Linked DNA regions of Mus musculus: region 2 is linked to region 1. Evidence: chromatin contacts called from public Hi-C data. All regions are on one chromosome and are shown on one strand. The core of a region is the stretch at or near the end of the contact, and the rest is flanking DNA. Distances in the headings are between cores, read along the strand shown. Region 1 has its middle 35 kb from the start of Gm39449. Region 2 overlaps Rbms3 (RNA binding motif, single stranded interacting protein).

Region 1 (4,283 bases), core at 372-2,871:
TCCAGAGCCACCAGCTTCCTAACATCTGGCACTGTTGCTACTTGGAAAATTCAGAAACTCAGCCTACAGCTGCATTTCACATTTACAGGGGTCTCCATGGAAATCTCCAGTCATTAAGGCCAAGTGTCTCAAATGGTTTGGCCCAAATCTGTGCTTCCTGGTGGTGAGAGTCTGAGATGACCGTGGACTTTTAGAAGCCCTTCATCTGTCCAGCCACGGCAGAAGCACTTGGAACAACCAACAGGAACAAACCTTGCATTGCATTTGTCTTGGTCTATTCTATTTCTGCCTCTCTCTCTCTCTCTCTCTCTCTCTCTCTCTCTCTCTCTCTCTCTCTCTTTCAAATTTTAAAGTTAGTGTACAAAGTGATGGTTTTCATTGTGGAGTTTGCATACATGAGTCATTAGACTTTGTTCTTATTCATCTTCCTTTTCCATTGCCTCCCCCTCGCCCAGTCCCTTCTGCTTCTCTCTTCCTGGTATCCTTCCTCGCCCCAAATAGTCCCTCCCCTGCCTACAAGACACATGGATTCCATCACCGAACTCTTCCTTGTCTCATGTGGTCCCTCTCCTCCCACCCCCAACACATGTAAATCTAGATTCCCCATAGGAGAGTAAACGCTGTGCTTAGCTTTCCGAGTCTTATTTCTCTTGACATAATGATCTCTCTTTCCAGCTGTTTTCCTGCAAATACCACGACTTAATTTTCTTGAGGTTTGAAAAAGTCCCATTGTGAATATATAGCATATTTTCTTTATCATTTATCTTCTGATGGACATCTAAGCTGCTACTGCATCTCTTAGCTATTGTGAACAGTGTGAATCCACAAGAAACTCGCATGTGTACATTAACCCAGAGTCCTTCAGACATATTTGCATGAGTGGTCATCGTTTTTATTTAGAAGGGTGGTGGGTAGCCAAGGATAACCTTGAACTTCGGATCCTTCGACCTCCACGTCCTGGGTTCTGGGCTTATAGCCTCCACCACCGTAATGAAGCACTAGGTATGGACCTTTAAGCATATTCAGCATACATGCTATGAACTGAGCTCCATCTCTGCCCACTCTAATGTGGACTGTCTTAATGATTCTGTTGCTTCTTGCATCAGGAACTGATTTAGAACCACACCTTATTGCCTTACAAAGGAGACTCTTCTCAGAAATACACTACTCCTCACTCATTTCCACCCACTTAACCAACAGACTATGCAACACTCTCTTCCAAAAGTGAGCTGACAGGGGACATTTTGCCTTATACTACTATATATGTCTTTCCCTTCTTTGTGATTTCCCATAGCGGATAATTTATCATAAAATGGGAATGTTTACTTTTGGATATGCACCGTCTCTATAATGCAACCTATGGATCTATTTCTAAGGAGATCGCCTCTCCTCATCACACATGGGCAATGCAGGTACATGGCAGTGGCCCTGGCATTCCCGGGCATGGGCTTGGGCACGTTGCCAGCTGCGAGCCTGTGCACACGCTGAGGGTCACCCACTCTGCACCATCCACATTTCATTCCACCCCCTTGTCTCCCATTGAGATGAATCATCTCCTTTATCCTGTGTGTGGCTGTGAAGCAGCCTGCTGGCCTGTTTGCTAGTTAGGTTGATTATGATTTAATTTTATGGATGATGTCACACAATTATCTCCAGATGGAATAATCAGGGTACAGATCTGCCAAGCAGAGTTGGGAGGGAAGTGGGTTCACCCAGCAAACAGCCATTTCTGCACTGGGATTCCTTTTGTTTTGGCTTTATAAATTTGCCAGCACTGGGTGTGCCTTGCAGGGCCTCGGCTGTCTAATTCAAACCAGAAGACTTTCTCTTTCTCTGAATTTTCTTGTCTTTCTATTATCACATAGTATGCAAAAGGAAGACTCATAAATTAGTTTGTGGAGTTAAAGACTTGCGTTTTCAGCTGTGTGGACTCGTGTGTGTATGTGTGCCTGTGTACATGAACATGTGAAGGCAGGAGGTTGATGTCAGAAATAGCCCTCTAATGTTCTTTCACTTTATTTGACTCAGTCAAATCCAGAATTTAAAGAACTGGCTATAAATCTTGCTCTGGGGTGCCCATATGTGTGCAGTACCCATGGAGGCCAGAAGAGGGCATTGGATCTCCTGGAACTAGAATTACAGGCAGTTGTGAGCTATTGGACGAGGGTTCTGGTCCTTTGCAAGATCAGCAAGTTCTGTTAACCATTAAGCCATCTCTCCAGCCCCTCTTTTTGCATTTTAAATCCATGCATTCACACTACGATTCTCTCTAAGCATTGTTTTAATTGCCTTTCATATGTGTTGGAATGCTGCCTTTCAATTTTACTCAAAAGTATTTCCTGTCTCCCTTGTGAATTTTTCCTTCAATCCTTTACCAATTTAGGAATATTAATTTTCACATGATGAAAAAAATTAAATGTTGATTCTAGGATTTGTTTCCAATTTTCTCCATCAATGAGTGAAATTAGAATTCAATAGCTTATATGGTTTGGAACATTTCTAAATTACTGATTCATTTTTATAGGGTTTAACATATGTCCTTTTATGATCTAACATTTGGTCTATACAGAAGAATAATTTTTTATATTTATATTCATTTTAACTTATATATTTAAATCTAAGATATGTCTGTTTTATATAAATATGTGTGTGTGTGTGTGTGTGTGTGTGTGTATACTGTAGAGTTGATAATATTTTATTTTGTACATTTTTCTGGTACCAATCTGTGCTTGTGGATTGGAATGTTGAATATATTTACATTAATGTCCATATTAATATTTATGCCTGGCACTTATTTTCTATTTAGTCTCCAATTTGTTATAATTATTATTTTGTTTTACTAGCTATTCATTTTTGTCTTCTCATCACTTAAATGGATGTTTCCTCCTGTACCATTTTAATTTCATTTCCTTCTATTAATTCTCTTTCACTAATTAGCTTTTATTAGCTTTGTGCTACTTTACTCATAATTGCCTTGAAGATTATAATGGATACCTCACAAAAATTTCATTCAGGGGATGGAGAAATGGCTCTGGGCTTAAGAACATGTACTGTTCTACTAGAGGACCAGAGTTTAGTTTCCAGAACCCATGCTGGGCAGCTCACAAATGTCTGTGTGTGGATGGTTTTATGTTAACTTGACACAGCTAGAATTATTTGAGCAGGGAGAATCACAAGTAAGAAAATGCCTTTATAAGACTGGCCTACCTATAGGCAAGTGTGTGAGGTATTGTCTTAGTTAATTGTCAATGTGAGGGAGCCAATCCCACAGGAGTGGCCTGTTGGGCCTCTTGCTATAAGAAAGAACAAGTCAGAGGGAGGAATGCAGAAAGCAACACTCCTCCATGGTTATGCTTTGGTTCCTGACTCCATATTCCTACCCCAGTTCCTGCCCTGACTTCCTTGGAAAATGAACTACGGCTCTAAGATGAAATAAACCCTTTCCTCCCCAAGTTGCTTTTGGTCATGGTATTTTGCATAGCAGTAGAAACCCTAGTTAAAACAGATTATAGCTCTAACTTCCAACACCCTCTTCTAGCCACTGGGAGGCACCATGCTCACATGCCCAGACTCAAAAACACAGACACTGAGTTTCTGAGTGTCTCCAAACACCACCACATGTCATGAAAGAGAAGCAGGAGCCAGATATTATCTGTATCCAAGAACCAGTTGTTGACATCAGAGAGACTTCGCTATTATTAGTTTAAAATTAGTTCTTTCTATTTCCTTCTGTTAGTTGCTTAGGGCTTCCATGACAGAATACCATAGAGTATATGGATTAAACTGTGGAATTCTATTTTCTCAATATTTGTGAGGTTGAAAGTCTAAGTTGAGACACTGTGTACTTTGGATTCCTCTGAGGTTTTTCTTCTTGGCTGGTAGATGATCTCTGCTGCAGACCAAATGTCTGTGTTTTTACAAAATCCATAGGTTGAAGGCTAGGTCCTCACTGTGATCCTCAGAGGTGGGGCTAAGTGATCTGATGGAGGGACCTCTGGGGAAAGTGTTCTCTAATTGTCCAAGGTGTCTGGCACCAGACAGGTCCAGAGATATGACCTTCAAATGGTGATTAGGTCATAAGGGTAGGGTTCTCCTGAGTACATTAGTTATTGCACACCTTGAGGACATGATATTGACAACATCTCTCCTTTCAATGGTCTAGGGACCCAATGAGAAGATGAACATCTGCAAACCGGAATAAAGGCCTCCCTAGATCCCAAGTTTCCCCATTGCCTTAATCCCATCCCCTAGATCCCTGTTGTTTACCCTACCCCCATCCCCTA
Region 2 (4,001 bases), core at 480-2,979, 480 kb after region 1:
GCTCAACCTTAGGTGTCATTCCTAGAACTTAGGTGCTGAGGTAGAACCCGTCTACCTTGTTTATTGAGACATGGTGTCTAATGCATATGGAACTTACTGTGTAGGCAAGACTGGGTGGCCAGTAAGCCCCAGGGATTTGCCTGTCTCCATCTTCTAGCATTACAATTACAAATGTCTATCATTATGTCTAATGTTTCATATGGGTGCTGGGTTTGAGCCTAGAGCCTCATTAGTGTACTGCAAACACTTAAACTAATGGAGTCATCTCTCATCCTTCAATTGGGTTAACTGAGTTTTCATTTTCTTTATAAGATGAGTGTGTGTGTGTGTGTGTGTGTGTGTGTGTGTGTGTCCTTATTGTGTGAATTCAAAGGAAATGACTAAAACTCATTTCAGCGATTCAGAAGTATTTTTTGGCCAACTACTAGGGCACGCTATAGACTTCTTTGTAGTTTTGAGCAAGAAGTAGGAAAGTAGGGGAGACCAAGCTGAGAAGAGATCCAAGCTTTGTGAAAACAAGTAGACAATTCATAAAACATCCTATCCAAGAAGGCGCAGGCCCAGGCACCTCTGCACAGACATAGACATGCTGCCCCAGAACCCACAGTCACTGGAAGGAAGAAGCGCCCTGGCTGTGTGTGTGTTACGTATCTCAGTCAGTGCTGTGACCAAGTGCCCCACACAAGCAACTGAAAGGGAATGGCTTATCCCGGCTCTTAGTTCTGTCATAGCGGGGAGGCATGGCAGCAAGAACAGGAGAAAACTGGTCACAGTATCGACAGTCAGGCAGAGAGCAGGTAGGAAGGGGGCTGGTTTATAAACCCACAAGGCCACCCCAATGACTTGCTTCCTTTCCCACATCATAGCCCTGAATTCATTTCTTCCTTCAGCAGGTAGAGGGTTGGTTCTTGATAGTGTCAATAAAGAAGGCAGAAGTCAGTTACTGGATGAAAGGAAGAAGGTGGGACTTCCACCTCCCAGGAGGAGGAGGAGGAGGAGGAGGAGGAGGAGGAGGAGGAGGAGGACCATGTAACATCTTAAGTAGCTGTAAATGGCAGCCTTTGCCACCTGCAGATAGGCTGAAATAGGCTAGCTGACAAAGCTAGTACAGGAGATGTTTTTGCCCCACACATCAGATTCCTCCTTGTACTTCAAGTCCCATTCTCCACACAGTATATTAGAGAATCTAGGTCTGGCTCTTCAGGAGGCTGTGCTCCTATACATACTTAGCCAATTTCCACAAGGCACCCTGAGCTTTCTCTCGGGAAATTTTTGACTGAATTCTGGGGACAATGAGGGACCCCACACTTGTGGGGGTGGCTCCAAGCCAACAAGAAGCAAAAGATTCTGCATACAGACTTAGAATAAAGAGCGAGTAAACACTCTCCAGTTGTGGGATATTCATGTATACTTTTACTGGTCTAAGTGAGGGACCAGAGGTCAAAATGTCTCAAGAAACCGTGAAAGATATTTCCATTCTGGAAGAAAACGTGGCGTCTTGGAGGTTTACGAGGGTAAGAGCTACATCACGGCCGGGAGAAAACAAAATGACATACAAGGCTGGCTCTAATAAGAAACAGCGATGCGTTGAGTGAGGGATAAAAATCACTTTAATTTGGTTTCAATTTGCTCTCCTTCCCGACAAATAATTAAGTCTGGTCACGGCCACCTCTGCCCCTGCAGCTGGCAGGAGAAAGGCAGCAGAGCAGCCCCACCCAGCTCATGGTGCTTTCTACCCTGCAGCACCCCAGGAAAGGCTAGCCAGGACAAACTCAACTTGGTGGCTGCGCACCCACCTCCTTCTTATGTCATCTAATTTGGCCACAGGTTCAAGCCAATTAGATCTGAATGTCACTGTTCCCTCCTACCCCCACCCCCCACCAGCCAGAGCTTGTTTTTCTTCCTGGTCAGAGGAGACCAGGCCTGCAGCTTGGCAATTAGGCGGAAGTGGCGCCATGGGAGGAAAGGAACTGTGGGATAATTAGGTCATTCTGAGAATTCGGTCTTCCATCCACAGGCTTAATCAATGCTTCCCTGAAATGCTTTGTACCTTCTGCGCTTACTTAAGGTTTTGTTATTACATGGCACTACCAGTGGGATGACCTTCTAGAGAAATAATCTATATTAATTACAACTTAACTCTACAGTATCACCCGAGGGCCCTTTGTCTGTCTCCTGCAGTCAGAGGTGACATATTCCAGGGACCTTTATCCTTCAAAACCCATTGTGCAAAGATGGGTTTGGAGTTTCATTAAAGTCTCTTTACATATTCAACGGTTGATACACACATGGGGTGTGTATGTGTGTATGTGTGTATGTGTGTTTGTATGTGTGTGTGTTTGTATGTGTGTATCTGTTTGTGTGTGTCTGTATGTGTGTGTTTGTATGTGTGTGTGTATTTATGTGTGTATGTATATGTGTGTTTGTATGTGTGTGTTTCTGTGCATGTTTGTATGTGTTTGTGTGTGTATGTGTGTGTTTGTGTGTATATGTTTGTATGTATCTCTGTGTATATGTGTGTGTGTTTGTGTGCATGTGTTTGTGCGTGTCTGCATCCCATTTTATGTGCACATGTGAGTTAGATCAGGAGGTAGGTATACAGAAGTACTGCTGTAATACCTGGAAAGGACAAGCAAACCTCTGTTTCCAGGTGAGGTGAACAGACTACAATTTGTGCACAAAACAAACAAAAAACAAAAAGTAAAGGCTAGGTAAAAGACATAAGATTTTTAGTCTGGTTGAATAAAACAGTTACAAGACAGACAAACTCAACAAGTGAAGGAACTTGCTTTCAAGTACCACTTGAAAATCGGACATTCTCTCTGTTTATAGTGCCTGAGAAATCATACCGAGCTATACCCGAGTTCAGATGGGTCTACCAAATCACCATGTACAGTTGACTTTTCTTAAATAGGAGACATTACTGCTGCTGACTGAGAGTCAAAACTAGGATCAAGATCATTATTGAGGAGACGGGTGAAATGCCCAAGTGTTATTGAGACTCAGTGTCCACACAGTTTACCTAGCCTTCTTCTGGGGCAATTATTACTTTATTGCATGGCAGAGATTTAACAAGCAGTCAATGTAGATATAAATTTCAGGCCAACCTCCAGAAAGCCTCTCTTTGCTGAAAGGCTGCATTCATAGATGTCTGTGAATTATCTGAGCAACATGTCTCTTCCATTGGTATAGAGAGAAGGTAATGTTAGAATGATGGCTGCAGGAACGGGCCTGGGGTACTCACAAAACATCCTACTGAGTTTGTAGCTATGATGGGAGCAAGCTATAAGAACACTGTCACTGCAGGCCACTGGGTAGGCAGAACTGATTACCATCTAAGCTCTGATTGCCCATTCCCCTCTTCCTCCCCTTGCTCCAGTCTTACAACAGGCAGCGGCGATAGAGTTCTCCCAAGCACAGAGCAGAGGTACTGGTCTTAGTGAGCAAGCGTTGATTGGAGGGGAACCACTGCCAAGCTGTGATACTGTGCTCTATATTTAGACTCAGTGAATCCCCAAAATGGCTGGTGTGGGATGCTCAGAGTCAACACCCATCTTCAGAATCCACCATGCATGCAGGAAGAGAAAGCAAAGCCCATAACTGGGAATATTATAAGAAGAAGCCTTATATATGCTTCTCTAGCTATTTTCTTTTTGTTTTATACATGTACACATGTATGTGTGGCCATGTGAATGTGGTATATGTATGCATGTATGTGTGGCTATGTAAATAATTTCATTCTTGTTAGAGGAAGATGCTGGGCCTCCTGATCTACCGCTATTGTTATAATTCTCTTTGAACAAGGCCCTCTTGTGGAACCTGACCCCAAGGTTGGTAAACAGCAAGCTCCAGAAATGCTCTTGTGCTCCCTCCCTCACAATGCCAAGGTTTCTGGTAAGGGATTTTGTAATAGAGCACATAGATGGTAACTGAGTTCCTTGTGTTTCCAAAGCTTCTCTCCAGCTCCATGGTGGTTATTGTTTGTGTGTGCATTGCTTTAT

What was found. A called contact is a pair of places that touch in the nucleus more often than the background predicts.
Region 2: a Hi-C map of the N1E-115 cell line shows a contact between it and region 1, with 5 times the contacts expected there. The contact joins two enhancer-like sites.

The regions. Positions count from the first base shown.
Region 1 is chr9:116,487,875-116,492,157 of GRCm38.p6, forward strand. No RefSeq gene overlaps it. Among named protein-coding and RNA genes, the nearest start is that of Gm39449, 35 kb to the right of the region's middle. Within about 2 kb of position 1,622, at least 20 of the 459 cell types and tissues checked have an H3K27ac peak or open chromatin away from gene starts, as enhancers often do. A contact at or near this core is called in the N1E-115 cell line, where this site is marked.
Region 2 is chr9:116,964,077-116,968,077 of GRCm38.p6, forward strand. All of the region lies in intron 3 of Rbms3 (RNA binding motif, single stranded interacting protein), which reads right to left. Among named protein-coding and RNA genes, the nearest start is that of Gm39452, 230 kb to the right of the region's middle. Within about 2 kb of position 1,730, at least 16 of the 459 cell types and tissues checked have an H3K27ac peak or open chromatin away from gene starts, as enhancers often do. A contact at or near this core is called in the N1E-115 cell line, where this site is marked.